Regions from separate parts of the Anser cygnoides genome. Here region 1 is linked to region 2. A link is a contact called in public Hi-C data. All regions are on one chromosome and are shown on one strand. Each heading gives the region's core, a stretch centred on a gene start, on an enhancer-like site or on the middle of the called end of the contact. The rest is flanking DNA. Distances are from core to core; before and after follow the strand shown. Region 1 overlaps BCAS3 (BCAS3 microtubule associated cell migration factor). Region 2 overlaps MED13 (mediator complex subunit 13).

Evidence for each region. A called contact is a pair of places that touch in the nucleus more often than the background predicts.
Region 1: a contact with region 2 is called in a Hi-C map of liver, with 7 times the contacts expected there. The contact joins two enhancer-like sites. A contact is called at or near these places in 2 of 7 Hi-C or Micro-C datasets (both in liver).

Annotation. Positions count from the first base shown.
Region 1 is chr18:10,549,314-10,553,862 of Taihu_goose_T2T_genome, forward strand. BCAS3 (BCAS3 microtubule associated cell migration factor) reads right to left here. Exons shown (of 26, transcript XR_010825687.1): 10 at 781-857. Among named protein-coding and RNA genes, the nearest start is that of BCAS3, 64 kb to the right of the region's middle. Within about 2 kb of position 2,353, at least 2 of the 3 cell types and tissues checked have open chromatin away from gene starts, as enhancers often do. A contact at or near this core is called in liver, where this site is marked.
Region 2 is chr18:9,992,048-9,996,608 of Taihu_goose_T2T_genome, forward strand. All of the region lies in intron 3 of MED13 (mediator complex subunit 13), which reads left to right. Among named protein-coding and RNA genes, the nearest start is that of MED13, 17 kb to the left of the region's middle. Within about 2 kb of position 2,409, at least 1 of the 3 cell types and tissues checked has open chromatin away from gene starts, as enhancers often do. A contact at or near this core is called in liver, where this site is marked.

The sequences.
Region 1 (4,549 bases), core at 1,103-3,602, 560 kb after region 2:
AAGTGTGGCATTAAAGGAAAGGCAGGCCTGAATTTGCAGAGAAATCGGTTGTGCATGAAAGGGTATAATAAAGTTATAAAGTCTGTTTCTCTGGTAACTCCTGTTTCAGCCCAAGAAACAGCTATTCCAGGTGCAAGTGGAAGGGAGAAAAAACATCTGCTTCAAAATTAAAATAAGGAATTAGAAGCTGAAATTAAACTTTTCAAACACTTCAAGCTTTAATAAGAGTGATAATTGTTTTGCTTGGGATCTATTTTCTTCTTATATCTAGAAATAAGAAAAATTAACTTTTTTTTTTTTCCCCTAGAGCTTATCAATTTCAGCAAGGATGTGAAAAAAACAGATTTCCTAATCTACAAAGTGTATTGCTGAGTTGTCAGACAAACCACAGGCTCTGTTCTGACTCGGTTTGCCCAAAGAGAATTTAAGAATCCTTCCTTGCCTTTCAGAGGTGTTTTAGGATTTTCAAATGCAAAATGGATTGATTGAGTCTCTCACTGAGCATATATGTTGATAGCTTTCTTCTCTGCCCACACGACTTACGCATTTATCAAGTTCATGAACTTAAATCAAATGCACAGAGTAAAGATATGACACATGAATACCAAAGCGCAGCTAGTGTGGGTCAAAGATTAGATCTGTCATCGTTACGCAAGTCCTCTTACAGATCTTTTTTACACAGCTTGTTTCTGAGATTGTTTCTAGATTTCATTCTAGCTCTTGTTTATAGAGTACAAAGAAAAAAAAAAAAGTATTTTTTGAAATCAAATCTTTCCTTACCTTATTTTCTGCATAAGCAAGCCAACGGCTTCCGAGCGCTATAGGATTCATGTTTGGCCCTGGACATGGATAGCAGCCTGAAAAGTTTTAAAAGGCAGCATTAAGAAATATCTTACTGACTTCTTGCAAGGAATTTTACTTATTGCCAAGAAAACAAAAAGTCTAAACAAAAACCTTTCAGTTGCTAATATCACTCAGTAAATGCTTAGATTTTTGTTCCTAAAGATAAGACTGTGGTTAGACGAGCTATTTTGAACAGTTAATTATGTGTAAATAATGGTTTCTCCTTATGTTTGCATTTCTTCATGTCATTTTGATACAGCAGGGTGAGGGAGATTTTAAAGGATTGACTCAATTGGTTCTGTATCTTCACGTTTTAATTAATTTTACTTTATTGACACGTTTCAATTGGTCAATGCTTCCACTTCCAAGCTCTTCCAGATTTTTGTGGTGTGAAAATGTGCATTGTGCTTTTGGTTTTGTTTTTAATTATTCTACATACAAGCCTTTAGTTTCTCAGAAGACTTTTGCATATACTTAACTTTACAGTGAATTTGTCATTCCTTTAAAATCAGTAGCAAAATTTCCATTGTTCATCTGCTTTTTATTACGTTATTAAAAATAGATAAATACACGTGTATAAGGTGAAAATAAAATGTGCAACAACTGAGAATATCACACTTAACTACTAAAATTAAAAACAGAAAATTTAAAACTACTGAAATCAACTAGACAATGGTGAAACAAATTAAAAGCTTAAGTAATCTACAACTAAAAGTAGCATGGTGACCCTCACCCTAATTGCTATTACCGTCCTATTTCCCTGTCTTGTTTCCCCTCTTTTGTTTTTTGTCATTTCAGATTAAGCCCCCTGGGGTGGACGGCTGCTCTTCCTACACCACCGTGTAGCTGTTGCCTGCATTTAGCACTCGAGTCCTACCAGCGTGTCTGAACTTTAACATGCTAGCCCTGACTCCGTGCACGCCTGCGCCGCGTGGTTCCAGCAGGCCGGTTTCAGTGGGATCCTTTGTCCAGGTAGGAGTCTGAAAGTTCAGATACCGAAGTCACACAGATGAAACCAGAAAACTGTTTACTGATTAGGGCCCTGATAACAGGATTTGAGCTTGAGTGTTCAAACTTAAGCTAGTAAACAAAGGCCTTCAGCCACGTGCATAATGCCATTTACTAGACCTAAATCCTTTCTGGTACACAAAAGCCTATATAAATAAGAAATATCACAAAGCGGGGGGGGAGAAGGAGGGGACATCAAACAAACGGCCACTCTCTGTTTTCAGCAGCTCCTGCACTAATACAGACAGGTCAGTAATTCAGATTCTCTTTCACTGGTTGGACAAACCCCAAAACATTAAAAAACTTATAGACTCATCTCTCCTCTAAAGGAGCCCAGGTCAGTCGATCCCGTACCACAGGCAGAAGGAGCACGGTGATGCAGCAAGCGGCATTTTAGAAAAACACAGAAAAAGAACAACAAAAACGTATTGCGTAAGATCCCATTCTGAAAAGTAACATATTAAAAAAACTTACAGATATCTCAGCTAGTATTCCACCAATGTCTCTTTTTGTCAGACTCTTGGATAGTGATCTGCTCATTACAGCGAGAAAAAGCAACTGTATTCACCTTCTTCATTTGACAAACATCGGGATCTTTTCTAACAGGTCCCCAAAACGTCCGTTTAGTGAGGACAACAGGCTTTAAGCTGAGCAGCATCATTTTCCAGGCTCGCAAAACAATGAGAAAGGTGTGTGGGTGATTAACTACAGTGTACAGACACAGTTTTACAAAGATTTGATGAAACTCAAAGACACGTTTGATGGCATTTGGTTGGCACGAGCACGAACAGCTGCTGTACCGCTCCTGCTAGGCCAACAGCTCCAGCTCCTTTTTTAGACCGGAGCAGTGAGGGTATTGCAAAATTCGGAAGATCACAGCAAGCTATTTCAAAGGTCATAAAGCACTGGAAGGAGAAAAGCAGCAATTCATCGAATTAAATCCATCTCAGGCCAGGAAAGCAAAACCAAGCGAGTATTTTCTAAGGCCTTATCACTGCCTTCATCTCAGGAAGGAAAACGAATTCTGAAGAGATGATGCCACAATTGTTATTGCATTCCAGAAGTGCATAAAATGTGGGTAGCCAAAGACTCTTAAGGAACAAAGAAAGCAAGAAAAGGTTGTAAATACAACCCCAAGTAGTAAATACAACCGTGTTCTTCCGATGACATTATAGATCATGACCAGTAAGGTTTTAACGCTGACTTCTGCTTCGGCAATCCTCATCTGGGTCGGTAAGGACATTCAGGTCCACCAGATTTTATTTAGTTTTCTCCCCTTTTACGTACAAAATAAATCATTAAAAGCTGTCAGATGACAACCCTCATCACACAGATCTCCACAGTGACTTCAGAATCACTCACTCGCATTTCCTATATTCTGCAAGCACCTCGTAATATCCTCGCAGCAGAAAACAAAAGGAGTATCACTCAACAGATGCTCTGTAATGACAAAAGCAAGCATTTTAACAACTCGTGGCAAAAAAGAAATGTCTTTCTTGGAAACGGGCACTGTTTCAATTATTTCTGTGAACTGAAGTAACTGAAGAGCTACAAAAGAGCATTATTCTTCAAATCACAAATCAATCATACACAAAGAACAAAGTGAAGTTATCTTAAGAACAGAACTGTTTTCACCAAACCTATTGTAGGTAGTTTGAACTGGATTGGTCAATTAGATACAGCTCCACACACACATCAGCCAGTTCTAATAATATCCTCCAGCGAGGTCAACAATTCAGCTCAGTACTAAACTCCTCTCCGATACGAAAAACAGCATTAAAAAAAGAGCTATTTCCTCCCTTTCTTTTTCTTTGCAAGTCTATGCATTTTGGAAACTCGCTGCAGCACAAGGATAAACAAAGGGTTATACTTTATGGGAAGGAAAAGCAAATTGTTTTTCTGCTTTCCAAAAAAACAGCTGGAGTCAGCAGAACATCATCTACTGGGCAAATGGGACGACAGACACGGCGTGACCTACCAAGCTCCACCGCCCCATCGCTACAAGCCCAGCTCTCTTAAAGATTAACTTCTATTTCTACCAAACTTCAAAACAACTGAGGAAAAATCCATTCTAAGCAACAACAGCAGCAATTTTAGCATGTTTACAATAAGGACGAACATGAGACTGCAGAACTAGCTGTCAAGAAGACCAAAGTTTCCAAGTTTTACTGACAGCATGGAGAGGTCATCCAAGAAAAGATCACGAAGGGGAAGTCCTTCCCATAGTACAGCAAATCGAGCAAGTACTAAAAAACACGAGACCTTACAAATAAGCTTCACCAGCACTATCACCCACAAAGATATAGGCAAAAACCTATGGGAAGCTATTTAAAATGCTTTAAGCATACACTTTATCTCTCTGTGCTTTATGATGACACGCACAGGAAGTACACTACGTAGAGCTGTGAAAAGGCAAAATGAGAAAAACACAATTCTCAAAGTCTGAATGAATCCAAGCCCTTCTGCCACCTTACCGAGGCACGGTGCCCAAGTCCAAGCATCTGCAGCAGGGGCGGAGGGGAAGCGACCGGGGGCTGCCGCGGAGCGGGGCCTGGCTCCCAGCTGGGGACACCACGGGCAGCCCCCGCTGCCTCCTGCGCGGTGCCACGGTTTGGCCATTTCCAGGATCACAATGGTGCCATAGATGAATTAACACGGCCATTTTTCAGTTGCTTCCCATCTTTTCTATTTCTTTAAG
Region 2 (4,561 bases), core at 1,159-3,658:
TTTAGACTGATAGCATCTTGGCACGCTCTGGGCTTTCCTCATTTGAGGAACTGGTTTTCCAAATTGCCATTTGAAACCAGCATTAGTTATGTCATGGCATCTCTTACAGTAATTCTATAAAGCTCTCCGCAACAGCTGGAAAAGCTGATGAAACCTTTTAAAATAAAATAGCAGTGTTTGTTTAATTTGGAAACTCTATAATTTGTTCTTTTCTTTAAAAAAGAAGCTCAGAAGGTCAGTATGGTTGATGAGAATAACTGAAGGAATTGTGTGCTTACCTACAACACAAGTTCATCGTAAGTCGTCCAGAACTAGTGGGGAAATAGGTAGAAAGATAAGACAGATCTGTGTTAAACAATCTCCTTGTGGAGAAATCTCTTTCCTACCAGGTACTTCAATACCAGTTGGTATTTTGAGTACTGATTTGTATGAAATAAAGGGAGGGGAGTAGTTAACAGATGCGCATACTCCTGGATTATTTTGCTTACCTCTTATAGATATTCCTAGAAGTTTGATCTATACTCTGTAAATTTAGGCTGTTTGGAGGGATCCATTCAGGCCCCTGTTGCTCCCCGCGACTTTGTGCAGAGCGGAGCCCAAGGGAGTGAAACAGCTGCTTTGTGATACCGCCCCTGCAGTTGGGAAGCTTCTGGGGCTGAGGAAGAAGTGTCAGGTGGAATGATTTGAGTGGATTTTGGTCTCTTGCATAAATTTAGAGGCTCTTGTAGTCAAAAGGGACATTTCTCACTGAGCGTTAAGCATGACACTACAGCAGAGCACAAGGCACTAACTCAACATAAAGGGACTTGCAGCCAGCCTGGAAAATGCCCTTAATGTTGCACCTAGGGTGCTAATATGTTTTTTAGTAGACACCTGGTATTAAGGTTCTGTAGGAGTGTCAGAGCTGTTTAGTTTTTGTTAGTTTTAGACCAATTTTTGTGGTTTTTTTCCTTCCTTAGTATTGGTCTTGATGATGAAATGGATCTTAAGTCCATCTCTTCTGTAGGTGTGGTGATTTAATTAAAAAAAAAAAACAAACCACCGTCAACACCTCCCCAAAGCCATGCTTTTGTCCATGATCATGGATACGCTTATTTTAAGAATCAGAACACTTTTGAAGCTACATTTTTGTCTTTTTTGGCACTTTTTCTATTCTTCTATCTTTCTAGTAATAAGAGTAGTGATTCATAATGCTGATTTCATAAGCATGTTGTACTTGCTTCTTGATGTGGGAAGAACAGTCTTTTTCAGAAGACTTTTATTTTTTCCTCTGTTATATATTTTTATATATATATATATATTTCCTCCCCAGGAAAGTAGTGCTTCTCCTGTGTGGAGGCAGCCACAGATTAACGTGGCAGGTATTGTATCTGTCACGGGGAATGAAAGACTTCTGTTCAGAAAGGTTGTAATTACTTCCCTATATTGCCTGTGCAGATCAAATGTATATCATCCTTACGGAAAGAAAAAGTTAACGTGTGATGGTGTTGGCGTATCTTTATTCCTTCTTTCCATCTTAGAAAATATTAAATAGCAGTGGAAGTATAGAAAGAAAGTGTCTATGCTCAAGAGCAGGAAGGATTTTCCCTGTAGTGGAAGGGAACGAATGCTGCCTTGCTTCCTTTCGGCCCTTGTTACAGTTATCGAGTGGCTGCTCAGCCCGTGGTTAGGGTTGCTTTGTTTTCTTTGGGCTGTTCTTTGCATTAACATTCAGAAACCCTGAGCGTAGAACTCACGTGCCTATGTAATTTCGAGATGCTCGTTATGCTGGGTATGAAATCTGCTACCAGTCTACTTCAGATCGTAGTTTATACTGCCCTGTACTTTGGGACTTGGCTAGTTACTCTGCAGATTGGCTTTCTGTCTGTTCTAACTACAGATTTAGATAAGGTTCGTTGTTCTTGCTGGCAATCTTAGGATTCAAAGACTTGGATTAGAGACTCGGTAGTCAGTGCTCTTGGCTACGAAGGTAACTCGTTCATGTGCTTTTTGGAGCTGTAGATGACTGCTGTGCAGAGCCTCAGTCCCACTTTTTCCCTTCCTTTCTCTCTGAAGGATGTGCGGATGGAGCTATTCCTTTCATTTGCAGTTGTTCCCATCTGAATTTTTCGGAGTTCGGTTTGAAAGCACGTGGCTCCAGCCTGCGTGAGACTTCCTGGTGTCCCAGCTACAAAAGGCAGCGCTGGGTTTTTCTTGTGCGTGTGGTACTGTGGCAGGGAACTAAAGGGCTGTTTGTTGCGCTGAGCGGTGTGCTCACCTCACACGTGGGCCGGCGGAGCAGGAGGCCCGTGAGACATGAGGGTGTGATTTCTAATGGGTGTTTGGCTGGGATGACAGGTCCTCAGGCAGCCGTGGCTTCCTGTCTGTTGCTCTTGTTTTTCTCCCTGCGTAAGATTTTTTAAAAATACAAACACACCACAACCTTCACTACTTCATTGTTCCATTGACTTTTTTTTTTTAATTTTTAAGAGGACAGTCCATAATGCTCATAAACTGATGCCACTGGGATATGTGAACAAATAATCAAAGAAGTAAGAATTAATTGGTTTTAGGTGGTCACTGTTTAAAGATGTTTATGATGTGACTACTAAAACTTGTTAATCTAACTTTAACGTTAAAACCTGTTTAATGTGTTTTACTGAAGAGGCAAAAACCAAACCAAAACGCCACACCGAACCCCCTCGAATGTTTGCGTTCTGCAGTCACGTGCTGCATGTTGACAAGGCTGCAAGGTAATAACCATGACCTGCTCTTCCCTGCCTCCCTCTCACCCCCTACTTCCCCCCCCAATCTAAAACCAGCATTGGGAAAAGTGAGCCAGACGTGTATTTGGTGAAACTTGATCTGCTAGAACAAGTCACAGTTACCATGCCCGAGGAAACTGTCTGAGGTTTTTGAGTACGCTAGTTCCACTTCTGGTTAGAGAGAGGGTAGGAATGGAGTCAGTAACTCCAAGAAGTGTGTGTGGTGATTTTTTTTGTGTGCACACAGTGGTTTCTTTCTTTATTGCTCTTAATTTTTAAGCAGGTGATTCCCAAAGTTTTCAGGATTGGGGGTCAGCTGGGATGACAGCGTAATAACAGACTAAAGAGAAGGTTTTGTTAATGGCCTTACTTATAGCCAAGCAGGGAAAAAATGATTGCCACAGTATTTGTCACATTTTTTTGCCACATTTTTTGTCAATCACTTAAAGTGGGGTGGATTACAGAAGCTCCATAATGTGGTTTAAATAACAACATATTAAGTTACGAAGTTTTCTTCCTTTCCAACCTATCGTGTTGTTATTGTAACATTCAGAAATAGTTGTGCGTTTTCTTCAAAACTCCACGCTTTGAATGTGAGAGGTGGAGATTGTGATCTGCTGCATCCAACTGTCTCCCTTCTCTGCTTAGACTGCTCAAAGGCGGCCTCTGGATGAAGCTTTGCCTCCCACCAGCTGGGTGATAAAATAGTTGTGTGTAACTAGTATAAATATGATTAGGAAACTCGTCAGTTTAAACACTATTTTAGATAAAGTTCCTTAATAAAGCTTAAACTTGATATTCCTAATGAAAATAAAAGTACCAAGTGCTTATGTGGAGCACATCTGCTGAAGTTTTTTAGGCAATAAGTAGAACTTGCTAAATTTTAACACAATTGAAGTGCCGGTAAGCAAATAATTGAGCAATATTGATCTGGTGGGATGATCTGATCAAAGACTGGAAACCCAGTATGCTAAAAACTACTGCATTATTTGTACAGTTGCTTTTTTTTTTCTCCTCCTTTTAAGTAGGAAATAAGGAGTTGCTCTGGGTGGCTACATGTTTACTTAAAAAGAAAAAACCTGTTCACTTAAAAAAAAAAAAAAACACAACAAAAAACAACCCCTCCCCAATCCAAACAAACAAAAAAAAAACACCACTCGGAAAATCGTAAGTGATAAGCTTATCATAGCTTACAGAATAAAACTTGCTGCACAAGTTTCACAAGTAATGCAGTTTAACCTTAGCCTAGGTACGGCCTTATATAATGCAAGTAAATGACTTCAAGGGAAATGACTGCTGGAAAATATTTTGTGGGTGTCTGTATATTTTATATATGTATAAATATTTTTTCTCTACCTTGTCTTACCAAGAGGAAGAGGTAAAACTATCCACAATGGATTCCTTTTGTGAGTGTGTTGGCAATTCTTCAGTATCAAATGGCCGTGACTTGGGCTGGGAGCGTGAGCAAATTTTTCTTGATAGGGACGTAGTAATTGCTGCCTACTGCAGAAATGTTTATGTTGATAGTGTAACAGCAGCTACCCTGAAAGATTGGCTACTGTCTGTTTGGTCTTCTCTGCCCTTAAGACAAAGCGAATATTATGTTTTGGGTCTTAAGCCCATGTTCCTGCCTCATCCTGCTGTTTGGCTACCTTTTTCCTATTTCCCAGGGGGCCTTCTTTTGATAGGAACGACACAGTTTTTCTTGCTTCCTCTAGAAGGATGCTCTGAGTTGTTATTTATTATCCTTATTATCATTTTAAGGAACAGGAGGAGACTTCTGGACGCTGAAGCTCAAAACTTCGTGAATGAGACTT